Regions from separate parts of the Triticum aestivum genome. Here region 2 is linked to region 1. The links are chromatin contacts, called in public Hi-C maps. All regions are on one chromosome and are shown on one strand. Each heading gives the region's core, a stretch centred on a gene start, on an enhancer-like site or on the middle of the called end of the contact. The rest is flanking DNA. Distances are from core to core; before and after follow the strand shown.

What was found. A called contact is a pair of places that touch in the nucleus more often than the background predicts.
Region 2: a contact with region 1 is called in a Hi-C map of leaf, with 2.9 times the contacts expected there. The contact joins the promoter of LOC123100207 here to the enhancer-like site in region 1. A contact is called at or near these places in 3 of 5 Hi-C or Micro-C datasets (all in leaf).

What each region holds. Positions count from the first base shown.
Region 1 is chr4D:432,764,652-432,771,363 of IWGSC CS RefSeq v2.1, forward strand. It overlaps LOC123100884 (small nucleolar RNA R16), which reads left to right and starts at 290; the gene lies at 290-372. LOC123100939 (small nucleolar RNA U36a) reads left to right here and starts at 695; the gene lies at 695-778. Within about 2 kb of position 4,145, at least 5 of the 8 cell types and tissues checked have an H3K27ac peak or open chromatin away from gene starts, as enhancers often do. A contact at or near this core is called in leaf, where this site is marked.
Region 2 is chr4D:433,174,771-433,181,482 of IWGSC CS RefSeq v2.1, forward strand. LOC123100207 (F-box protein PP2-B10) reads left to right here and starts at 2,518. Exons shown (of 3, transcript XM_044522169.1): 1 at 2,518-2,912; 2 at 2,997-3,115; 3 at 3,587-4,284. The coding sequence starts at 2,637. The coding sequence ends at 3,989.

The DNA.
Region 1 (6,712 bases), core at 2,895-5,394:
TGATCAGCATGAGATGCCCTGGCCTTATTTGAACAACTCAAACCACTACTCTGGAGATGCCCTGGCCCTATTTGAACAATATGGAAGCACAACAGAAAAATAGAGCCAGTCCTCATGGTCTAAGAATGGACGGGTGATCCTTCTTATATCTCCAGTTCTTTTCTCGACTGAGTTCTGATGGGGATGCTGCGGGTGTGGATAGTTTAAGGTCTAGCCGAGATTTCCTAGTCAACTGATCTAACTGAGATTTTCTGTTAAGATGTTTTTCTCAAAAGCTTTGACCCTTAGTGCTGGCAACTGATCAGATATTCTACACTCAACGGAAACTTCCATGTGTGTACTAATAATCTCTGCTTAATATCTGATGCCTTTGCATTAATGTGCTCTGTTTGTCTCTTCTTTTTCCCCCTTGTGAATTTACCTGTGCAAACGGTGTAAAATTTTGTTAAATATGAAGCTGGTCCCCCTGAAGTTTGATATGTTTCCAAAACCCTGCTTATTATCTGATGCAACCATCAGTTTTAGCTTTTAATCCAGTTACAATGGCATGTGTTTGTTTAACTCTTCCGTGGTTTCCATTTGATGAATGAAAACACCAATAAATTCTATAATTTTATTTTTTAATATCCTATAGTTAAGCATATCAAGCTAACTTTATCTTTAAGAAGTTTTAGTTTTAGTATTTTTTTTATGATGGCAATGGTTTGAATTTTACCCGTGCTTCTGATTAATTCATGACGTACAAGGGAAACATGGTTGAATTTCTGAATACGAGCCATTCAAATATTAGTTCTTGTTTTGCACTCTTTAGATTATTTTTTTCTGGTTTGACATGGCGGTGATGATAACACTTTGAATTATAGGTTCACCCCTGTCGGGAAGAGATGTTTTGGAATCCTCGTACCGAGTTCGCCCCTCTTACGGTCCCCTCTTGAAATCTCCCTTTGAATGCAAGTATGGACCTCGGTGCGACTCTGGTACTTGCTCTCATTCGTTAGCGCTATTCGAATAGCGGTCGAAACTGATGCTTTGCTCAGGAGGGAGCCAGGTGTGCTGTGCAAGTTGAAGGCCTAAATATGCAAGCCTGTGTGTGGTTTTCTAGTTGCAACATTCATTCTTGTTGCCGTGATGCTAGGCTACGCTTGTAATCTGAGAGGCACTTCTATCAGATGTACCAGCAATGATCGCTGAAGTTGTGGTGAGCGCACGTGATGTCTATGTAATAAAGTTATAAAGCATTTCCTAAGCCGTAAAAGTAATAGTCAGTTTTTCATGCTCAAACTCTGTATTAGCTTTTATGATAAGCTAGGCCACGAGGAAAATTAGTAATGGTATGGAGCATTGTGAGCAACTCCAATAACAGGCCTATTTTAGGGCTTATCCGTTTTTTTAGAGTTTTTTGGAGCCAGAATACAGCCTCCAGCGGCTGCTCTAAATGCAAAAGAAATTTGCAAGGCAGCACACAAAAAACGGCAAGACAATGACCAAATCCCGCCCGTTGTAGGACACCCGCATCGTCCTCAAGCGGAGGGACGCCCGAGGGAGCGACGAGGCGGCGATGGCGAGGTTTGCGAGGAAGAATTCACACCTCGTGCAGGCATATAGGTGGAATGATTCTGGGAGCATGACCATGAGAAGAAGAGGACGAGGCAGGGCCTTCATAGGTGGTGAAGGTGGAGACCGGCGATGAGGGTTCCGAGATTGATTGGAATGACCTTGCATGTGAGAGTGATGGTAAGAAGAGTGACAAGGTGGAGTCTGACTGGAATGACCTTGCGTGTGAGAGTGATGGTAAGGAGAGTGGGGAGTCCGACGAGATTGACCGGGACAACTTGTAGGGTGTCTGTAGGAGTTGGCCGTAGTAGTGTTTAGGGTGATCTAGTTTGGATGTCCGTTTAATCTATGTAATGTTTGGATATTTAGCTCGTTCTATGTTTAAACCTTGCATGTTTAAGTTTGAATCAAAGTATGCAATGTGAGATCGAAGTAGTTTGTATATTCATTTTAAAAATGAGGAGTTTCCATGTTTATGTTGCCCTAATTTAGGGCAACTGTTGGAGACCCTCATTTTGTCGTGCCAAACACCTTTTTGTGTCCTATATTTTACTTCAAACACTTTTTGCTTCCCTAAATAGGGCAGCTATTGAAAATGCTCTTATGACAAATCTATTCCTAAAAATATACAGGTGATGAATCTTACATACTTCTTCCCAATCAAAAACTTTTTATACCAAACAAATACACAGTTACAATCAGTTTTGTCCTCGACACTCCTCGTACGCGTTTTTCGCCTGTGTCTTTGTCGTACACTTTTTTGGTCCGTGTCGCCGCTGGTGGCGTGCCCATGGTTTTGCTTTGTTTTTCATGGCGCATGGGCAATTTCATCCCCGACGACCGTTGTACACATTTTTTACTCGTGTCCCCGTCGTACACTAAGACAATTGGAAAGGTTGCTTAAGAAGACATTAGGTGATATGCACAAAATTAAACTAAAATATACTCCTTCCATTCCGAATTACAAAATGTTACAATTTTTCTTTGAATCAGCGGGTTTGTTCACCCAATCAGAGGAGTTGCATGTACCAGGGCGACATTCGGTGGCGGCACAGCCGGCAGCATTGTGGGTTCGGGCCGGCGGAGGTCCAATGGTGGTTGTGCGGACGAGGCAAAAAAAATAAGAGGAAGAGAGCAAGTCGCGATGTCTTCAAGAGATTCAAGACAGTCTCCTGCAGTTAGTCTGATGTGGCAGACGCATCCCGGCCTCCCCATATCTGTTCTAGATATGGATTGAATATGGAGGTGTCGGGTCAGCCTAGACATTTGGGCTGAGTATAAGTGCTCCAGTTGGTTGGATTTTTTTTCCTGTCCAAGCAATGATCGGACAGGCCGCCCGAACGTTTGATGGGATATGGAGATACATGGCGTAGATGCTCTAATATGATGAATTGCGAGCTGTTTGGAACTGATAAATTGAGAATGCTACCATTTATGTTTTGAAATTTAAAGCTACACTGTTATCTTCTCTTTTACTTAAATCATAAATGGTCATATTATTTTACAAAATGGGTTTGCTAAATCTATACCTATACCTATGTGCATGAAAGCAACTCCAATGGGGCGACCCATTTCATCCGCTGGCGTCCGTTTGGGTCGGCGCGGACAGAAAAGGCGTCCGCTTGGTGTCCGCATGGCGACCCATTCCCGGCCCAATTTTGAGCCGGATTTGCGTCGGCGCGGACACGAGACGGACGCACGCGCGCGCCTACTCCTCTCCCCGGGCCCGCCGGTCGGTGGCAGCCACCATCATTTTCCTCCATTTCCCCCAAAACACCTCCCGCCCGCGCGCTCCCGCCCCACACCCGCCATGGACGACGCCATCGACCTCGACGCCGCCGCCGGCCTCGCCTCCCTCGCCTCGTCCGGCGCCGCCGCCCCCTCCGGGAAAGGCAAGTCTCGTGCCGCGCGCAAGACCGCCGCCGCGGCCAAGCCAAAAAAGCCGCTGACGCCCACACAGAGGGCAAGGGAGTCGGCCAAGAGGAAGGACCGGAGGCACGCCGCGGACGCAAGGGATGAGGCCGCCGCGCAGCAGGAGGACACCACCGCCCGCGTCGCCGCCTTAACGAGGGAGGCGCTCTACATGCTAGGGCTAAACCCTAGCCAGCACAGCCTCCTCAACGCTGTCGTCGCCGCGGCCAGCACCGGCTCATCGGCGTTTTCTCGGATGGTGCTGCCCGACTCGCTCCGCGTGTCGGCTTGCAACCCGATGCCCGGCTTCCACGTGTACCCGCAGGCCTCCCGCCTCTCCGGGGAGTGCTCGTCCATCAACGAGCTATATTATTTTTGGCAAGTTGTATATACTGCGTTCAATGTACCTAGGTCCGAAAAACCGTCTCCCCTCTTTCCCAGAATAATAGCTGTCATTGTAGTTGGTTTGGTAACCCACCAGCTCCCTGCTTGCAAGTTGACCCCAGAACTGATCTCAACCGGTACTCGACAGCTGCGCGCGAAATTCTAAATTTCTCAGGCATACGCCACGATAGAGAAAGCACCCGTGCAGTGCGCGCGGTTCACGCAAATGCACCGCGGTTCTCCCGCGGCAGCCTGGACTTGGAATCCGGAGCTCCGGACTGTGACCCATTCACCCGACGTACGTACCACCGTGACGAACCAACCCCAGGGCCCGGGGTGATGACCCACCGGCCCGGCCGGAAGCCCTCCCCCGCCGCGTCCACTTGGAGCACCGCCCGCCCGCGTCGCCCGCGACAAGCGAGCGCGGACAAGCGCCCCGGGACAGGTCATGGGCGGGCGTCAGCGCGCGCGCGCGCGCGCACGGGCGCTGCTGCCACCTGCCCCCATCAAATCCATCCATCCATCGTCCGTCGAAGCGCCTGCCTCGGCGCGGCGACGGGGAGGACGGCGCAGTCGCGCTGCTCGCACGTACGCTCGCGCCGCACCGGACCTTGACCACTCGATCTACTGTCCGGGCCCCGGGACATGCGTGCAGACGCAGACGCCACGCCTGTTGCGCTGCAGGAAGCAATCTCCCGGACTTGCGCGCAGATTCGGCAGAGCGCCACTCTGTGATGCACTCGTGCGTCGATGATCAACCGATCACATTGTTTGTTTTACCGTGACGTGTGTGCAACCATTCGTGTGTTTGGGTCGTAATTTTGTCTGCCCATTTGCCGGATCGGCGCCTTCGGTACAGCTACAGAGCAAGATGTAGGACACGATTGAAGTAGCAAACCAGTACGTACTACGTGCGGTGAATGCAAGGGGTTGAATGACGAGAGGGGGCCTTTCGATTTCGAAAATCGCCTGCGGAGCTGTTGACGATTTGCCGCCGAGGCAATCCGGATCGTGGTGGTAGGTACCACTATTTAACCACGGCGAGGCAGAGTTGGCAGGTACCACTATCACAATTCACTGAATGCGAGTGAGCCGTGAGCTGAGCTGCATGGAACAGATGGTCAATGGACCACAACCTCAAACGATGTCTCACCTCTAGGCCATTGCAACAGCAGGCAGACAGCGAGCGAAGGCTTCAGTTTGGATTTGGAAACACACGAAATTGTGCTCCCTGTCAGTTGATGACTCAGTCAGCCGATCGCCAGAGACCAAAAACCACACGACCGGCTATGGATAAGCCGGTGCGACTGGTGGCACTAGGGAATGCAATGCAATGCAAGCTGCCTTTGCACGAATCCAGCTGAAAGCATGGAACTGCGGAGGGCATCACGTGCACCAGATTCTCTGCGCCAAGAAGACAAATGAAATGCTTCAGCACGCCAACTAAGTTTTTAATTAGGGTAATGTTTGCATCAGCTCTGCAGCTTGCATTCCCGCCTGCTTGGCAGCCACTCTTGTGTTGGCACCAAATTGGTCGCCGCATATCCCTATCCTAAATCACTTTATGTTGCAATTCGCAATGTGCTAAATGTTGAATGGTGGGATCAAACTGTGGTTGCATTGGTACCAACGGATTTAAAAGTCAAACTTGCCTTCAGCATGATTTTCTTAAATGTGCACATGAAACACATGTTGAACAAACTAGCCGTCACCTTTTTTTTCCCATGGCAGCCGTTTTTGGCCCAAGTTCGCGGCCATGGCAAGGGCTCGGTTTGTTAGGTTTTTTCAGCATTTTTCTGTTAGCTCGTCTGAGGATGCGGTCTGTCGGACCCCAAGGCGCAAGTCTAGGCCTGTGCGGCATGTTCTCGGTCGTGGGAGAACATCACATGTACCCACCGTTTAGCCTAAGCCTAAAGGAATCCTATATTGAAAACTTGGCTAGCCAAATTTCGGATGATGGTTCAACTGCAGTTGATTTGGTCAATTTAAGCACGATCAATCGGTCATGCCAAAAGATAAATACTATTGAAAAAAGACCAAATTATTGGCATGCTAAAATTGAAGGGTTAATTATTGGGCACAAATATAATAAAAATGTGCTGACGTGCAAAGTTACATTTCCTTCCAAATATTAGGGTTTAGGCCATTGCAAATTTGTCGTCTTTAACACCACAATGAGTCACGCCTACGAGTCACGCTCTACGCCGACGACACGATCATCTTCGCCAACCCGGAGCGATTAGAGGTCGACACTCTCATGCAGATCCTCGAGGGGTTCGGCAAGGCAACGGGGCTGCGTAGTAACCCGCAAAAATCGTCAGTGGCAACACTGAAGTGCGACAGCGTAGACCTCACGAACTTCATGCACAATTTCGGCGGCAACTGAGTAGTTTTCCCGATGAGGTACCTAGGCGGCCTCCCTCTCTGCACCGGTAGGTTGCGGCTCGTGCATATCCAATACATCATCGACCATGTCCGTGCAAGAATTAGCGGCCTGGAAGGGCCGACTGATGCCAATCACATGGCGTCGAGTGTTGGTTCGGAGCGTACTGTCTGCGCTGCCTGCCTTTGCGCTTGTTGTCCTGCGCGCCCCGAAGAAAGTCTACAAGGACATCGACAAGGCAAGGCAACGGTTCCTGTGGGCGCAAGATGAGGAGATCACCGGAGGAAAGTGCAAAGTGAACTAGTGGCTGGTCACTTCTCCTGTGGACCGCGGCGGCCTTGGTATTCCTGACATGGAACGCTTCGCGCGCGCCCTCCGCCTCTGATGGCTCTGGCTAGCATGGAACGACCTAGGCAGGTCGTGGGTGGGCACGGGGACGCCGTGCGACGACAAGGACCGGACGCTCTTCGCCTCGGCAAC
Region 2 (6,712 bases), core at 1,268-3,767, 410 kb after region 1:
ACTCAACGCCCACAACTGCTTTGTGTTCTACTCGTGCATAGTAACTACGCATAGACATGGCTCATGATGCCACTGTTGGGAATCGTAGCATAATTTTAAAATTTTCCTACGTTCACCAAGATGCATCTATGGAGTATACTAGCAACGAAGGGAAGGGAGTGCATCTACATACCCTTGTAGATCGCGAGCGGAAGCGTTCCAATGAACGTGGATGACGGAGTCGTACTCGCCGTGATCCAAATCACCGATGACCGAGTGCCGAACGGACGGCACCTCCGCGTTCAACACACGTACGGTGCAGCGACGTCTCCTCCTTCTTGATCCAGCAAGGGGGAAGGAGAGGTTGATGGAGATCCAGCAGCACGACGGCGTGGTGGTGGATGTAGCGGGTCTCGACAGGGCTTCACTAAGCTTCTGCGAGAGAGAGAGAGAGGTGTTGCAGGGGAGGAGGGAGGCGCCCAAGGCTGTGGTGTGCTGCCCTCCCTCCCCCCCTTTATATAGGCCCCCTGGGGGGGCGCCGGCCCCAAGAGATGGGATCTCAAGGGGGGGGGGGGGCGGCCACAAGGGGGAAAGGGGTTGCCTTGCCCCCCAAGGCAAGGGGGAACTCCCCCCTAGGGTTCCCAACCCTAGGCGCATGGGGGGAGGCCCAAGGGGGGCGCCCCAGCCCACTAAGGGCTGGTTCCCTTCCACTTTCAGCCCACGGGGCCCTCCGGGATAGGTGGCCCCACCCGGTGGACCCCCGGGACCCTTCCGGTGGTCCCAGTACAATACCTGTAACCCCCGAAACTTTTTCGGTGGCCGAAACTGGACTTCCTATATATAATTCTTCACCTCCGGACCATTCCGGAACCTCTCGTGACGTCCGGGATCTCATCCGGGACTCCGAACGACTTTCGGGTTTCCGCATACATATATCTCTACAACCCTAGCGTCACCGAACCTTAAGTGTGTAGACCCTACGGGTTCGGGAGACATGCAGACATGACCGAGACGCCTCTCCGGTCAATAACCAACAGCGGGATCTGGATACCCATGTTGGCTCCCACATGTTCCACGATGATCTCATCGGATGAACCACGGTGTCGAGGATTCAATCAATCCCGTATACAATTCCCTTTGTCAATCGGTATGTTACTTGCCCGAGATTCGATCGTCGGTATCCCAATACCTTGTTCAATCTCGTTACCGGCAAGTCTCTTTACTCGTACCGCAATGCACGATCCCGTGACTAACGCCTTAGTCACATTGAGCTCATTATGATGATGCATTACCGAGTGGGCCCAGAGATACCTCTCCGTCACACGGAGTGACAAATCCCAGTCTCGATCCGTGCCAACCCAACAGACACTTTCGGAGATACCCGTAGTGCACCTTTATAGTCACCCAGTTACGTTGTGACGTTTGGCACACCCAAAGCACTCCTACGGTATCCGGGAGTTGCACGATCTCATGGTCTAAGGAAAAGATACTTGACATTGGAAAAGCTCTAGCAAACGAAACTACACGATCTTTTATGCTGTGCTTAGGATTGGGTCTTGTCCATCACATCATTCTCCTAATGATGTGATCCCGTTATCAATGACATCCAATGTCCATAGTCAGGAAACCATGACTATCTGTTGATCAACGAGCTAGTCAACTAGAGGCTTACTAGGGACACGTTGTGGTCTATGTATTCACACATGTATTACGATTTCCGGACAATACAATTATAGCATGAATAATAGACAATTATCATGAACAAAGAAATATAATAATAACCATTTATTATTGCCTCTAGGGCATATTTCCAACAGGCACATGGCGAGTAGTCGATTTAGTGCTTAGGCGGATGGCGGCGAAACGCCGGTGATTATATAATGTAACCGTGGAGGGCTCTCCCCCCTTTCTTCTTTAATACTCCCTCCGTTTCTAAATATAAGTCTTTGTAGAGATTTCACTATGAACCACATACGGATGTATATAGATGCATTTTAAGTGTAGATTCATTCATTTTGCTCTGTATGTAGTCCACCTAGTGAAATCTCTAGAAAGACTTATATTTAGGAACGGCGGGAGTATATGATACACACACTCGTGCGTATTCGAGAAAAAATAAAATTGTCACCACAAGTGTGGTAAAATTTGTCAAAAAATTAAGCCTATAACATGTGGCCATGTAGCTAAAAAAGTATGACTAAACACACAAGTGTGCCAATGAATCAAACACGGCTAAAATGTTGTGACACAACTAAAATTTGGTGTGACAACCTATACTGCAAACAAAACATGCCCTAAGTTTTTTTTTCTTCCGATGGCATGTAGTACAACAGTACAGGGTGGCCGCGACGACTATACAAATATGTAGCCGAATACCCGTATACTTCTCCGAATACCCGAAATACCTACGATGGATGGACTCAGCCCGGGCTGGCCTCGCAGTCGCAGGGCCCAGGTTCAGCTTCAAATTCAGTCAACTGAGTCTGCATCCACGTGTGATGTTGTCTGTAGTCTGTACCAAGGCGACTGGGCTCCACTTGTTCAAAATAAGTAACTTGCTTAGCTTGCTTCGCCCCGAATCAATCAATCAAATCAATTTCCTCCGAGTGTTTCGTCGCCAGATCGAACACAGCCAGGCCGCGGAGGCGGAGGAGCCGATGGAGCCCGGCCAGTGCGAGATCGCGCGCCTGCCGGAGGAGATCCTGTCGGCGGCGCTCTCCCGCACGTCGCCGCGCGACGCCTGCCGCGCCACCGCGGTCTCCCCGGCGTTCCGCGCCGCCGCCGACTCCGACGCCGTCTGGGCCTGCTTCCTGCCGCCGCCCGCCGCCCTCCCGCCGCTGGCCGACGGAGAGCTGCTTCCGCCGCCGCCGCGCGGGAAGAAGGACCTGTTCCTCCGCCTCTCCGGCAGCCCCGTCCTCCTCCCAGGCGGACTGGTATGTATATACACATACAACTAACCCCTGGAACAAATTTGGTTGACCGCTAGCCAATCAACTCAAAGTGGCGCCATGGTGCAGAGCATGTGGCTGGACAGGGCGAGCGGCGCCAAGTGCTACATGGTGCCGGCGAGGGACCTGTCCATCGCGTGGCGCGACACGCCGCGCTACTGGTCCTGGATCCATCTCACCGACTCGAGGTTTCTTGCCATCCTCCTTTGGTCTTTCCTTGCAGCTAGATTCTGTTGCAATCATTAATTTTGATAGTGCTTATAATTGCAAGTGGAAGTGCTAGGATGCAGGGTAGTAGATAGTATATGAAACTGCCACGAGGGCCAAAACCCAGAATATTCAGTAGCCATGAAAAAACTAGCAGCGAGTTCAGCAAAGTTTGCAATTTAATTTGCCCTGTTGAGTACTCCCTCCATTTCTAAATATAAGACTTTTATAGATTTCAATATGGACTAACATACGGATGTATATAGACATATTTCTGAGTGTAGATTCACTCATTTTACTCTATATGTAGTCTGTATTGGAATCTCTAAAAAGGCTATATTTAGGATCAGAGGAAGTATTTTGCAACGCGCGATGCTAGATGGTTTTCTGCAACTTATGATATTGTTTGGTTTTCATCTGGTTACGAATCTTAACCCTGCGTTTGACTCCAGGTTCCCTGAGAGTGCTCAACTCAGGTTCGTTTGCTGGTTGGAAATCCACGGCAAGATACACAGCAAGTTGCTATCCCGAGGCTCAGCTTACGCCACTTACATGGTGTACAAGTTGGACGACGAGTCCTACGGGCTGGATTGGCCGGCCGATGCATCAGTGAGCATTGGAGGCACCGACCTTGCCCGCAAGGTCTGCCTCCAACCTAACCCGCAAAGAAGCCATGCAGAGGATGTAGTGCTCCCTCGTGAAAGGGGTGATGGTTGGATGGAGCTGGAGCTAGGAGAGTTTGTCTGTGAGGGGGATGAAGATGGCGACGTTTCCTTCGGCCTGGCGGAGACGAAACGTTTGAACGGTAAGGGCGGTCTCATCATGCAGGGAATCGAGATAAGGCATAAGAATTAAATCGGACTAATTAAGGGAGGAGCTTCTGGGATTAAACCGATCGTATCCACGGTTTAATCCAGTATATAAAGAGAAACTAAGGCATCATATTTTCTTGCAATATGTGTTTTTACACTGCTGTCTTGGGTTTCATTCTATTTCTATTGATGGGACCGATGTATCATTTTGCTTGTTTCATCTTAAAAGAACAAACAGTTGATGAAGAGAGGAATATTACCCTCTTTGTGCAGTACATCGACCCCTCTTGAGGTTAATTAAGAGATCTGATCCATGTGCTATTATGGTTCGGCCAACACAGAAACCTGATCAAAGTGTGTTCTGCATTTTTAGGGTTGACAATGTACATCAGTACATGGCAGTAACAAAATGTGGATAATTTGACCGATTTCACAATCACAATCTTTGAATGCGTTAGTGATTCATGTGTAACCACGAAGTTCAAAGATGAAAAAATTGTTAAACTTTAAAATAAAAAATACTAAGATCTACTTATTGCTTTTTAACCACGAACGCCAGTGCATTGCCATGGGCCATGGATATATATTTTGCCGGTTGCATATAGGAGTATAAACATACTGCATGTATAAAAATGATAGCCCGTAACGTTCAAAGATTGTGATGTAAGTTGATAAAAAATCTAATAGAACGATGTGTACATAGAGAGCAAGGATCCAACTAATTAGCAGTTACTCCCTCCGTCCGAAAATACTTGTCATCAAAATGGATGAATAGAGATGTATCTAGAACTAAAATATGTCTAGATACATCCCATTTTATCCATTTTGATGACAAGTATTTTCGGACGGAGGGAGTACAAATTAAGATCTACTTATTGCTTATAAAGATATTTCCATGTAATGTGAGGAATGTTGTCTTTAGCTTCATTTGCATGGTAAAATGTGAGCGGCATTCCAATTTTCGTGAGCTATAAATTGTAGGCTACATACCGATCACTTTGGTTGGTATTTTCTCTAAAAATGACCTGTTAGGAAATTTATGTCACCGGATAGCAGCTTCTCTTTCTCCTTTTCTTTAAGAAAAAAAAACTTTGACCTTCTCTTGAGGAAGAAAAACAACCACTCCTCTCACTCACTCACATCACGGCGGCCTTCCCTCTCTCCTCACAACCAACCAGCAAGCGGGTGTCGCCGCATCTCATCTCCCCATCACGGTGTCGCCGCAACCATCTCTCCACAACACCTTCCCTCCATGACATGGCAAACCCCGCCCCTGGTCTGCCCACCGCCTCCCCTCGCCTCCACGGCGTCGCCCGCCCCTCCTCTCCCTGCCACGGCGCGCCCCACCTCCTCTCCTTGACAACCTCTCGCACTGTCGCCTCAGCACCGAGAAAGAAGGATGTGCGACGTGGATTTTGCATGTGCGTGGTAGAATAAATCGTGTGGAAATTTCGTTCCGGGGGGGGGGGGGGGGGGTAACGGGGGCATACAAATTCCGATGGATCAACGCTCGCCATGGGTAGGCTATATCTTTAGATTCTACATGCACAACAGGCGATATTGTATATATTTTTTATATAAAAGCACAATACATACTCATTAGTCTATTTGTTTATTTGGAAAGGTTTACAGATTCTTGGCGTGGGTGGAGAATATGCAGGTCCAATGGAAACCAAGCCTTACCTGCCACAATGTGGTTTGATCATTTCTTTCTTTCTTTCCCTTATGTTTTTGGAGGAAATTGTATAGAATAATAACCAATTAAGTCAGCTTTTGTGTGTATATAATTGCAAAGCCTTATAATAGTTAATTGGGATTTTGTGTGCACAAAAAGATAATTGTAAAGCATATGATTGGTGATTGAACACCCTTTTTTTGAAGTTTTAGCTTCCTGAAACAACTTTATATGGTATGCCAAATACTCCCTCTTTAAAGAAATATAGGAGCATTTAGATCACTATTTTAGTGATTTAAACGCTCTTGTATTTATTTATGGAGGGAGTAGATAATTAAAAAGCCAAGAAGTAGGATAGAATTAAACACCACTCTACACTCTGCTTTTCCTTTCCTTTTACTAAAAGACTCAACAAATATCTCCATGCTAGTGTTGATAATTGCTGAGATAGTGGGTCATAGAGTGATTTAGCGGTAAAAAATAGTCGACTATGTTGCCTGTGCATGGGGATTCTAAATGTTAAATGATATGTTAGACATGGTTGACGTTGAACTACTAGAACGTGTATGCCCTTTTGCAGTGCAAGAATAATTAACCATAAAAAGATGAAGTCTCCAGTTTATTTAGGTAAAGACAACAGGGGCGCAGGGTATCGGACCAAGAGGAGCGTTAACTCGTTTTGTAGAGGTTTCGATTTGCGAATCAGACTTGCTGGAACTGTATGTTCAGATTAGTCTAAAAGTTGTCAATGAATATTTGGAATATTCGAACAAGAGAAATTCTGATCTGTTGATCCTTTTTTATTATGGAATTCATGATCCATGTTTCTGAAAATGGATTCTGCAGATTAGTCTACATAATTATGTGCATTATAGAGTGAAGTGTGAATATACATGACTGAGCAAATTTTGGAACTTCCGCTAATTATGAAACAACTTCCAGTTCCGAAACATCTTCAAAGAGTGAAGTGTGTATTCGCAAAAAAAAAGGAGTGAAATGTGATTTTTTTTTTTGCGGGGGAACTGTGAATATCCATGACTAAGTAAAATGTTTCCGGAGACTCTCCGAAACACTGGAGAAATTTGAAACAT